2 separate regions of the Mus musculus genome follow, and region 2 is linked to region 1. The links are chromatin contacts, called in public HiChIP or PLAC-seq maps. All regions are on one chromosome and are shown on one strand. Each heading gives the region's core, a stretch centred on a gene start, on an enhancer-like site or on the middle of the called end of the contact. The rest is flanking DNA. Distances are from core to core; before and after follow the strand shown.

The links. HiChIP or PLAC-seq counts read pairs in DNA pulled down with a chosen protein or histone mark.
Region 2: a contact with region 1 is called in an H3K4me3 HiChIP or PLAC-seq map of embryonic forebrain, with 2.7 times the contacts expected there. The contact joins two enhancer-like sites. A contact is called at or near these places in 2 of 15 datasets of contacts at CTCF or cohesin (both in embryonic stem cells), 7 of 484 Hi-C or Micro-C datasets (the HL-1 cell line, embryonic cerebral cortex, embryonic somatosensory cortex and 2 more) and 11 of 115 datasets of contacts at active chromatin or transcription factors (astrocytes, bone marrow-derived macrophages, embryonic basal ganglia and 4 more).

What each region holds. Positions count from the first base shown.
Region 1 is chr12:105,882,886-105,888,801 of GRCm38.p6, reverse strand. No RefSeq gene overlaps it. Among named protein-coding and RNA genes, the nearest start is that of Gm19554, 14 kb to the left of the region's middle. Within about 2 kb of position 3,916, at least 15 of the 459 cell types and tissues checked have an H3K27ac peak or open chromatin away from gene starts, as enhancers often do. A contact at or near this core is called in embryonic forebrain, where this site is marked.
Region 2 is chr12:105,958,490-105,964,859 of GRCm38.p6, reverse strand. No RefSeq gene overlaps it. Among named protein-coding and RNA genes, the nearest start is that of Vrk1, 49 kb to the left of the region's middle. Within about 2 kb of position 3,974, at least 30 of the 459 cell types and tissues checked have an H3K27ac peak or open chromatin away from gene starts, as enhancers often do. A contact at or near this core is called in embryonic forebrain, where this site is marked.

The sequences.
Region 1 (5,916 bases), core at 2,667-5,166:
TGTGGGAATAGCACCCCTACTCTATCTGACCACAGATGAGTAACGTCAGATAATAACCGCAGGAAAACGTGCAGAATGCACATAAACCCTCGGGGACTGAACAAAGCACTATTGACGTCCAACGGGTCACTAACGAAAGCAGACAGACTCACAGAAGTCCTAGAACTGAATTTTCACTCAATCGGTATGAAAATGCAACATACCAATATCTATAGGCCGTAAGGAGGGCAGTCTTAACAGGAAAGTCTAAAGTGCTAAGTCCTTACATAAAAGTGTTGGAGAGAATCTCAAATAAGTAATTAAGTTTACTTGTATAACTTAATGCCTTGGAAAAACAGAAACAAGCCAAAACCAAAGCAGTAAATACGGAGAAATATTATTAGGGCAGAAACTGACTAAATCAAATAGAAAAAAAAAAAATCGATGGAGTGTTGAGTTGTTTGAGAAGATACCCAAGATGGGCAAGCTCTTAGTCAAATTAACCAAAAAGAAGAGAGAAACCCAAATTAGTAAATTAGAGAGACAAAAAGGAAAACATTATGATAGATAACAATGAAATTCAGAAAACTGTAAAGGCATACCTGTATTTGATTAAAATTTTAAAGTCTAGAAGAAATTAATAAATTTCTAGATGAGTACAATATACCAAAATTAAACCCCAAGATGGAATAAATAATTTAACTAGATCTATAGCCAGCAATGAGATTGAAGTAATAATAAAAGTTCTCCCAATGAAAACAGCCTGAGACCAGATGGAGTCACAGTAGAATTCTAACACACCTTCAAAGACCTACCATCAATATTTCTAAAGTTACTTCATAAAACAGAAAAAGCTGAATGCTGGCAGTGTACACCTTTAGTTCCAGTACCTAGGAGACAGAGGCAGGTGGATCTCTGAGTTCAAGGCTGGCCTGGTCTACAGAAAGAGTTCCAGGATAGCCAGGATCCTGTCTCAAAAAACAAACAAATGGAAGGAAGGAAGGAGGAAAGGAAGGAGGGAGGGAGGGAGAGAGGGAGGAAGGGAGAGAGGGAAGAAGGGAGGGAGGGAGGGAGGGAGGGAGGGAGGGAGGGAGGGAGGGAGGGAGGGAGGGAGGGAGGGAGGGGAGAGAAGGGAGGGAATGGTTGGTTTTATCAGCTTGGCAGTGTGGAATTAACTGAGAAAGTTCTCTCAGTGAGGGACTGTCTAAATTAGGCTGGCCTGTGAGCATATTTGTGAGAAATTATCTTGACTAGTGGAAGAGACATGCTCACTGTGGGCAGCCCCATTCCCTAGGCAGGGGAGCCTGGGTTGTATAAGAATGGAGAAAGCAAGCAGAGCACAAGCATGCTCTCTCTCTCTCTCTCTCTCTCTCTCTCTCTCTCTCTCTCTCTCTCTGTGTGTGTGTGTGTGTGTGTGTGTGTGTGTGTGTGTGTCCTGGATTGTAGATGTGACTAGCTGCTTCATGTTTCTACCACCTTGACTTCTCCACAGTGATAGACTAAACCTGGGACTATGAACTGGAATAAACCCCCTTATCCCCTAAGTTGCAAAACTGAAACTTAAGACTCTTGCTGCTCTAGTCTTCTGTTTATCCCCCAGCTCCCCCACATGGACCAACCCCAGGGCCTTTGTGCTGACATTCTGCCTGCAGTGGCCTTTCACCTTCTGACACCAGGCGCATACTCTGTCTTCCTCAACCCAGCTCAGATGGAATCACTTGCAGTAAAGCTCCTAGGTTGGCAGGCTCCTCCCCTCCCCTCCCCTCCCCTTTCCCCTCCCTCTCCTCTCCTCTCTTCTCGTCTCATCCTGTCTCCCATTCTATTCTGCCTCTTTCTGTCTGCTTTCTTTCATCTCTTCTTCAATTTCCACTTCCTGTCTCTACTTCCCTATTGGTGTTTGCTTTCTCTCTCTCTCCCTCTCTCTCTGTCTCTCTCCCTCTCTCTCTGTCTCTCTCTGTCTCCTCTCTCTCTGTGTCTCTCTCTGTCTCTCTGTCTCTCTCTCTCTCCTCCCTCTACACTCCCACTCTCTACCACCCGCTGCCCATCAAACAGTTCCTTCTTCGTCCACATGCTGTGCAAGGAATTTTCCCCCTGTTGCCTGCAGGCAAGTTGGTGAAGAATGAATTTTTAATTTGTTTTTCCCTTATTTGGCTTCTCTACACGGGCAAGCAGACCTTGTGTACCTCCACATGGGACTAGAGATGACACACCTTGATCTCTGAGTTTGGTTTTGTCATTTCCCATAGAAATCAAACTCACACAGAGAGCCAAACACAAGGTCAGAGAGTGGGAACAGCCAGCCCGGGACTCACAGTGGCCTGCTGCCAGTGCTGGGTATGAGGACCCTTCTATGGGGTTCTTTCCCCTGTAGAGAACTTCGGAGAAAGACTGTTGCCTGAGTGGCCAAGACAGGAGGGAGCTGCAGTCAGGTCCCCAGCTGAGGAATGGGGAGCAAGAACCCCAAAGGAGATCTTTGCACCTATGTATTCACGGTGGGTGATGCTCAGTCTGTCGGGAGACAGAACTTCCCAGGTGAGGTCTCCATTCATCATGAGCCTCCCTGAGCTTCCACCACTCCATAATGTTCTCAGGGTTGGTCACACAGAACCAATGTCCCCCAGGAGGGTCACGGGGACACTCAATGTCCTGGTTACACCTAGGGTCATTTATATCCTTTGGGTCTCAGCTCAAATGTCACATCACTGCAAAGTCCCCTTGTCTCCCAGGTCAGGGCCTTCTGGCTTGTGCAACTCCCCCACCCCCACCCCCACGACTGCCTTGCCCAGACCCTCTGCTCCTCTGCAATTTTTTGATTAATTTGTATCACTTGTTGCCTGAACACCTTCTCCACATAAAGCAAGTCCCTTTAGCCAGGGCCTTGCTGTTTAGTATTCTCATCACCTCGGAGCCTGTTACATGATAGACAGCCAGGAAATATCCATGGGGGCGGGGGGGGGGGGGAATGAATGAGCAAATGGATGAATTAATGAATGAGATTGTCCTTTCCAAGTGATGTGTTTATAAAAAGATGAGAGAAAGAATATGTTCTGTGTGTGTGTGTGTGTGTGTGTGTGTGTGTGTGTGTGTGTGTGTGTGGTATGGGGGAAGGGGATGTCTCAGCAGGCCCATGCCAAGGTATCCCTTCCCCTTGAGGGACCAGTCACATGACAACGGTACAGTACAGAATAGAGTTTATTCAGGGCATGGGAGGGGAGTTAAGAGAGTAGTAGAGGCAGAGAAAAGCAGAGAGAGAGAGAGAGAGAGAGAGAGAGAGAGAGAGAGAGAGAGAGAGAGAGAGAGAGAGAGAGAGAGAGAGAGAGAGAAGTAGAGGAGTAGAGGCCCGCCATAAGCACGTGGGGGGCGGGGAGGAATGGGGAAGAGGGGCGAGGGGACAGAGCGGGATCAAGAAGGAAAGAACAAGAAGGCAAGAGCCCAAGAGAACAAGAAAGGAACAAGAGAGAGAAGAAGGGGCAAGCAGCCCCTTTTATAGTGGATCAGGCCTACCTGGCTGTTGCCAGGTAACTGTGGGGGTGCAGTTTAGCCAGAATGCTAACACCGAGGTTCTGATGACTTGTGGATGTCATCAGTGATGAGACTGGGCAGTCTCCTGTAGGACCAGTGCGAGCTTACCTAGGATATAGGCTTGATCCTTGCCAGATCCTCTCCGCTCTAGCCTAAGTCCTTACTGAGCGGGAGTTTCTCCCGCTCGCCCGCCCCGGGCCTCACATCCACCAGCCCGCTATCCTCTTCAACCAGACCCGTATCTCCTTTGGAGTTGTAATTAAAATAACATATTCACCAGCTGTTTTTTTTTTTTTCCTCTAGATTTAATCTGCCCGGGCTCTGATTTGCATAGTAAAAGCACTAATTAGCCCCTCTGAGTGCTTGGGCACGGAGAGGGCAGTAACTGGTCACATCGTCCCTGCAGACGGGTTCCCAGTGCTCTGGGCAAGGATCCGGTGGCGGCCAAGCCCTGGGCATGCGCAGGCAGCCTTTGTTTCCCAGTATTTGGGGACTGGGAGGCTACTGGGCTTCTTCCTCGTGGCTCGCCTTCTCTTTGAAGTGTCTTGTTTGATCTGTTTGCTTGTCTGTCAATTTTGTTTTAATTCCTTTGGAGTGTGTATGTTTGAACCTTCCTGGCCACCCCGGGGCTCAGAGTCCCAGAAAGTGGAGCTAGCCTTCAACCTCCATGACAACCATGAGCAGCCATAAATCCCCAGCCCACAGGGCTGTGTCCCTTCCCAAAGCTGCCCCCAAGGTAGAGCGGGGGCAGTTCCAGCCTGTTGGTCCTTTTAAATTATATCGTTACTGGAACCATTCAAAGGAATAGCTAATTGCTGTTGTTATTATTTCCTTAAAAATAAATTGGGTGCTGTGAGGAGGCGACCATAAAAGCCGCCAGCCTGTGAAGAGAGGTTCTAACAGACCCGGAGGCAGGTAGCATCAGCATCCCTCCTGAAGTAGCTGGGATTTTCTGCGACTTCCAGACTGAGCCATTAGATGAGGAATGTGCCTACCCAACCTGTGGCTACAGGAGGGAAACTGAGGCCTAAGCATTGCAGGAGCTAGCGACAGCCGGCCATGGTAACAGCTGGGGTCCCAGAATCTCATAAATTCCAACCCAAGATCTGCTATCCTTCCTCCCCCAGTCCCCCACCCACCCCGCAATGCACACTCACTACTTCCAGACCTCAGGCTCTCCCAGGCAAACAGCAAGAACTGGGCCACAGTGAAACAGCCAGGTAGGGATGGTGCTGGCCCCAGGGGACCAAGCCAACCCTGACGAGAATGAAGCCAAGCGTTCAGCACTGATGGAATGCAGGAGCAGTCTGCAGATCCTGAGCATGGGGGCCTAAGATGACTGCCATACACTCGGTGGCCACCCACCCAGGGACCGTGCCAGCCCTCCTCGAGGCATCCCTCCCTCCACCCATCCTCACCTGATGTGTCCAAGAGGTCACATCTAACTGGGATTGTGACTCCAGTGACCTCCTGCCTGGAGTGTCAGCCAGGCTGAAAGCTTCAAGGTCAAGTGTACAGCACCGAGGTGTGGGGCCAGTGGGGGAAGGAGGCAGTGCCAGGATGCGCTTTGTGGAGACAAGGGGGACGTTCTTGACTCTGGGGCAAATCACTAGAAACCCAAGGAAACCAGGTCAGCTAAAAACTTATGTCATGTGGTCCAGACAGGAACAGCACAAGAGAGGAAGGGCCAGCAGACAGTGTGTGTCCTGGATCAGATGTCGGGGAACTCGGCAGAGGCAGGCACTCCAGCCTAAGCTGCTACTGCAATAGGTGGTAGGGTGATGGTGAGGTGATGGTGAGGTGATGGTGAGGCTCTGGTGAGGTGATAGTGAGGTGATGATGAGGTGATAGTGAGGTGATGTTAAGTGATGGTGAGGTGATGGTGAGGTGATAGTGAGGTGATGGTGAGTGATAGTGGAGGATGGTTAGGTGATGGTGGAGGTAATTGTGAGTTTAATGGTAAGATAATGGTGGGGTAATGTTAAGGGGCTGAGTGGGGTAATGATGAGTGATAGTGAAGTGATGGTGAATGATGGTGAGGTGATGGTGAGGTGATGGTGAGTTAATGGTAGGTGATGGTGAGGTGATGGTGAGTGATGGTGAGGTGATGGTGAGTGATGGTGAGGTGATGGTGAGGTGATAGTGAGGTGATGCTGAGTGATAGTGGATGATTGTGAGGTGATGGTGGAGGTGATTGTGAGGTGATGGTGAGGTGATGGTGGGGTGATGGTGAGGTGATAGTGGGGTGATGATGAGTGATAGTGAAGTGATGGTGAATGATGGTGAGGTGATGGTGAGGTGATGGTGAGGTGATGGTGAGTGATGGTGAGGTGATGGTGAGTGATGGTGAGGTTATGGTGAGGCAATAATGAGGTGATGGTGAGTGATGGTGAGGTGATAGTGAGGTGATGATGA
Region 2 (6,370 bases), core at 2,725-5,224, 76 kb before region 1:
CATCACACAATCACAGAAACTATCTGCAGCTGGCACAATCACTCCTCTGCTAGAGCACGAGGCAAATCACAGCCAGCTGCTGTGGACAGTCTGAAGCAGCCCCATATCCCACTCCTGGGATTAAAACAAAAACATATTGTTACAATAGTTCTGTGTTTTGTTTTGTTTTGTTTTTAAAGAATCCAAAATGCCAACTTTGACACTACACCTGATGTCCTGAGTTCAACTCCTGGGGCCCATATGATGGAAGGAGAGGACTCCTTCAAGTTGCCCTCTTCCTTCTCCTCTCCCTCTCTCTCACAATAATACACACACACACACACCTCACCCATTAACTAACTAACTAACTAACTAACTAACTAACTAAATGTAAACATTAGATAAACAAACCAGCAGAACCTGTGGTTCTGCCCATGGAGCCCAGCAGTGCCCGGCTCATGGGAAGCAGGCAAAGTTTCCCCAAACCCACGCTCTGTCTCCAACCCCCGCATCCTCATCTCGGTCACTTTCCAGTACTTCACAGCTCCTGTACATGCAGACACTGGGCCTCACTGTCCTTTTTCTCAGGGGCTTGCTGTTTGCAAAGGAAATCGAGAGGCCTATGTTTTTATTCCATCCTTAAATGCAAGCTCCCTCCAGAAAACCAGGAGGCAGAAGAGAAGTTGAAAAAGGAAGGAAAGAAACCATGTTTGGTACCAGCTGCCTGGACGGGCGCGTCCAGATGTTTTCTGTGTGCGTCTGCATCTGCGTCCAGCCTCACCAGGACAGTCAGCGTGTCTGCCCGGGGTCCTGCGTTCAGGCTGACCACTCCATGGCCTATTCCCAAGATTTCTTCATGCCCCCTGTAGTTTGATTCTTTTTTTAAAATTACATTTATTTATTAATGTATTATGTAGGGCAGGGTATGTAGGCCCCGTGGCATCCTGTGGAGATCAGAGAACAACTTGCTGGAGTTGGTTTTCTTCTTCAGCTGATGAGCTATCTCACAGGCCTGTGATTAACATTTTTGGGTCCAAAATATTTTTTTAACCTTTCATATTATTTCTTTGGGCTGGATTCCAAGAAGTGGCATTACTGATAATGTGCAAAAGGTTCTTCGTATGGATTGCCAAATTATACTCCAGAAGGGCAGCGCTGTCTCGCCTCCACCCCTCCTCCCATCTCTGTCTCTGGTCTTCTCCCCCAACCCCACCCTGCCCCGTCCCCTTGGCAGGTGTGCCCACGGCTTGTTTGATCTTCCTCAAATCCCTACAACCTTTGTGAAGTCTGGAAACCAAGCTGACACACTTCACACTGAAGTAAGAAAGACGTAGGAGCCTACAGAGGGCTCCCCAGCACTGCCGGCTGTGGGGTCCTCTAGCCCGTGTCTTCTCCATTCTAACACGGTTTAGTAGTGACAGGTGAGAGAGAAGCAAACCGAAAGGATGAAATACAAAGGAAAAGTACACGCCAAAGAAGAAAGACGGTAGAAAACACGTGCTCTGTGGCGGGAGGCCGAGGAGGGACCTAGAAGGTGGCGAGAAGAGAACAGCAACAGGAGCGCTCAGAAAAGGAAGTCCGCTATCCCGGACACCCAAGATGGCCCAACTGGAGACAAAGTGAAACCAGCCCGGAGTTGAAGGCGCGGGCAGAAGAGGGGTGCGTAAAACAGGGACCGCCTGGCATTGCGACCTCTCCATGACCAGGAGAGACACAGTCTACGAGCTGGCGTGAAAGCGGGCAGCGGCTCGCTTGGAGTGTAGTTCTTGGACTGAGGGGGCAACACGAGAAAGGAGCCTTAAGCATGGAAAGAGCCGCCCAAAGCAGGCAATTAGCATCTCCCACCGTGGGGTCGCAGGAGCATCGTGCAAAATTACGTATCCAACTCCAGGAGTCCCTAGCGCCCGGCATACTCCGTGCACCCCGCACATCGAGTGCACTCAGCAACGGAGTGCACGCCACATCATCTCGCACACCAAGGGATTGCAGGCAGCTCAGCTGCGCAGCAGCCCATGACGATCCCAGATACTAACGCTAGAGGGAGCGCAAGGGTTGTCGTGCCTTGGGGTCCTGGACCATCCGGGCAGCCTGTAGGGTGCTGGGCTGCTCAGGGGTGCAGGGGTGTGGATGAGGCCCCGAGTGGCTGATGGGGGGGGGGCGTGCAGAGAGTTGTCGAGTGCCTTACTTGATGTTACACACAAGCCGTGTGAAACAGAAACTGGGCAAAGGAGGCAGGGCATACTGGTGCCCCCCCCCAACCTCCAACTCTGCTCCCCGGAACTTTTTAAGGGGGGGAAATAATCCGATCCCATCTGCACTTACCTCGTCACCTAACATGGGGGAGGGGAGGGGTAAGGGCGCGCGCACACACACACACACACACACACACACTCCACTTTCGAGGGGCGGGGGTGGTGGGCAGGCAAACTTTAAAAGGCTTTTAAGCAAAAAAAAAAAAAAAAAAAAAAAAGGAAAACGAGGTTGCACGAGGCTGAGGTACTTGAAATGATTTTTGTGTTGCAAATTGCTATGCTTTTACTGAGGGCTGATGAAAATAAATGAAGCGCCTCTCCCTCTTTTTGCTAATAAATGAAATGAAAAAAAAAAGCACCATTATTATGCCACCTGCTTCTAATTCCTAATTGTGGTAACTTAATTTTCGGATTGTTGTAACGGCTTGCTACCGCAGGCGCCCGAGCAAAAAGAAAAAAAAAAAGTATGGAAGGCCGGTTGGGTCTCTTTTGGCAGATGAGGTAGACTACGTGCAGGTTGGGTTTTTTATTTGCTTCTCGCATTGAGATTTACATATTGTATATTGGGAGGAGATCATCCAGCACTTTCTTCAGCAGCCCGAGGGGTGCTCGGGAGGAGGGAAGAGTCTGAGGTACTCCCTCAGCAGTGGCCGTGACAAAGTCCACGTTCCCCCCACCCCCACCCCGCCCCCCGCACTGAGATTGAATGTTGTTTTCTCTAAAAGAAGGAGGAAGTGTTTCTATAAACTGGTCCCTGGCTGCCTTCTACGAACCTTAAAGCCCTTAGAGACGCGGACTGGACTTGGTGGTGGGTTCCTCTGAATGGCGACCCTATTACCAGCTGAGCTGAGATACCCCTTTGGTTCCTTGCTCCCTGCTTGCTCCCTATACCCTGAAACACCTTAGGCAGAGTCCTGATATAAAAATTCTCCTGTCAAACGGACGTGAGCAGATCCACAACACAATAACTTCACCCAAGTCAAGGGTCCTGTTTTTACCATTGTAACCTAATTCCAAGTTCAAACTAAGAATTTTTTTTTTAAGTTCTGGGGTTATCAGGCATATTGGAAATCATCTGAAGGGTACATGTTTTCGATACTGTGATAAAAGGGTAGATTACTTCTTTAATCTACACATACACACACACACACACACACACACACACACACACACACACACTGGTTTATAAGCTAAGTCCATATCTAAGAAGAATAACAGTTGAAGCCAGAAAAACCTGCCAGAAAGAGAGCAAACACCTTCTCTGGCGAAATCAATTTAAACTCTGACTGTCATGGCCTCCTGGCTCCTGAGAATCTCACACTGGGGACCATTGTCCTTTATGCCTGTGATAGAAATAGGCTGTACAATGTGGGTTGAATTGCATTAGAGTCATTTCAGAAGAGAGAGATGTTTATTGTCTATAGAAAACAGCCAGACTTGCCACCCGGCTGAAACTATCCTGTGAGTGCTGCAGTGACTCTGTTGATGATAAAACCCAACTCTAAGGGAAGAGACCAGGAGCCAGCGTGGACCAGAAGACAGGCAGTGCAGCCCAATTCTAAACATAAGAGGATCCAAGGAGGGGATGCAGAGAGGCCATCGATGAATGGAGACCGAACGGAAGAAAAACATTTGTGAATGAGACTTAATGGGGCCCGGCGGCAGGTGCTGTTTAAATACCCAGAATAAGGTTGCAAGCAGCTCGTTCGCGTTTGCTGGGCGCCTATCCTATGCTGCGTGACATTAGAATGGAAATGTGCAGAAAACACAAGCCTACATCTGCAGGCAGAGCTAGGCTGACAGGGAGAGGGGGTAGGAGACCGACCTCAAAGTCAGAAAAATATGCAGAAGTGGAGAATCTGCGTGCCTGGGTGGTGGTGTGGGTGGCTTAATGTAACACGGAATGCAAATGCGTCTCCCGATCAGCCTAGAGTGTCTTATTTACATCTTAAGCTGTTTGTTGCTGATTTTTTTTTTCATGCAACCGTTTTATACTGGAATTCTCAAAGCTGAACCAGGAGCGTGGAAATGGCTTGGTTGGGCTCTTGCTGTGTATCTTCTGGAAGGCACCAACTCGCATGCACACACATGCACAGCCACATCTATTCATACAGGAAGTGTGCCCCTTATCCATACAAATCTCTGCCATCTATATTCCCAAACACGGGGGAGTCTGTGTATTTATTTCTGTCTTGAACTCAACTATGAAACACAAGTCAACATTCTTAAATGTCATTTTTTAATACCTCATATAAAAGGCAAACTTCTCCTAACGTGCTTTCCTATTAAATGAACTCCCCGAATACTGCGTGCACCCAGTTTCATTCGTAATGCTAAGGCATAATATTTTTTAGAATTTCTTTCAGCATTAAAAAAAAATGAAAGAAAAAGAAATGCAGGGAAAATATTTTGAAAGTCAATTAAAATTTTGTGTACGTTTTCATTTTTTAATGATAAATTAAGTTACTAATTTTGTCCGTGCTCTTTGTAGACACTGCAGGTTTAATTGCTAATTGTTAACTGCGAATGAATACATTTGCATATTAATTAGCTCCCAATTTACATTTTTAATTTGCTTCCTTCAAAAGGTGCAAGATAAAAGGTCGTGTTATTTTAAATAATTTATGCTTTATTGCATGAAATACGCTAATATGAAATGTGCCTACTAATTTTAACCCCTTTTCTAAGAAGGAAAGCGAGCAGCATTAAAGGGAACACGGCTGAGCTGGTGGTGTTCTGGAAAAAAAAAATTATGCTGTTCTGAACCTCGGCAACAACAGAATCACTTTTTCCTGCAGTCTTGTTGGACTGGGAAAAAAAAAGGAGAGACTGTATTCTTTCCTATACCCATCAGCTTAAACAGTGATAATGTATTTAAAGGAAAAAAAACAGCTGTAGTGTGTCTAGGTGTCTGGTTTGTGTCTGTGTGTCTGTGTGTCTGGTTTGTGTCTGTGTGCCTGTGTGTCTGTGTGTCTGTGTGTCTGTGTGTCTGTGTGCCTGTGTGTCTGTGTGTCTGTGTGTCTGTGTGTCTGTGTGCCTGTGTGCCTGTGTGCCTGTGTGTCTGTGTGTCTGTGTGTCTGTGTGTCTGTGTGTCTGGTTTGTGTCTGTGTGCCTGTGTGCCTGTGTGTCTGTGTGCTTGTGTGTCTGTGTGTCTGTGTGTCTGTGTGTCTGTGTGTCTGTGTGTCTGTGCATGTGTACACTGACTAGGGCTTTCTCTGGGGGCCCCATCATGCTTTCTAGTGAATCCTGTTTGCAAATGGAAGTCAATGAAGCGGCATCCATTAATGGCTGCTCCTTCCCCACTGCCACCACCATGGACTAGACCCGACATTCTTCCAAAGTGTGGCTTCCAAGTTCCTTGCCCAGCTTTCTTAAAAACCCACCAGTTTGTTCCTCTCAGGGAACTGATCAAAGAGTTCTCATATTGTCATTAAGTCCCCCCAGAAGAAAAGAAACCCTGATTGTCAACCGGCTGTAGTATTGACACATCATGGCTTAGACCAGAAGCAGAATGCCCTCACTGCTGGTGACTGTACGTCACTGCTGGTGACGGCATCTCCTCTCCGCTCACTCCTTGTTTTCTTTTATGTGGTGTTTTAAGCCATCACCACTAAAACGCTTAGGATAGTTCACAGAGCTGTGCAATAATCTTCTTGAATATGCATGCATGCATGCATTAGATTTACAAAAAAAACATAAACAGAGTTTGGGAATTACAAAATTGGGTATAGAAGAGATGTGTGAACGACAGGCAGGGACTGGAATCTGTCTGCATTCCCAGGTTTCCTGGGGTGCTCACCCCTTTTTTTTGTTCTTTCTGCAGCTGGATCCCAAGCCCATACCAAACCCCGTCTTGTGCTGATGGCTAGCATGGTGCTTCAGATATTAAGACACAAAGCTTTAAGCCATCAAGGTAGCTCAGCTGGTAAAGGCATCTGCTACCAAGCTTGAAGACCTGAGTTCAAGTCTCCGACCTTTCATGATAGACAGAGAAAACCACCTCCCTCAGACTGTCCTCTGACCTCTGCATGTGTCCAGTGGTATTTGTGCGTGCATGCACGCGCACACACACACACACACACACACACACACAGGAAAGAAAGAAAACAATATAACAACATTAAAAAAAACACACACAC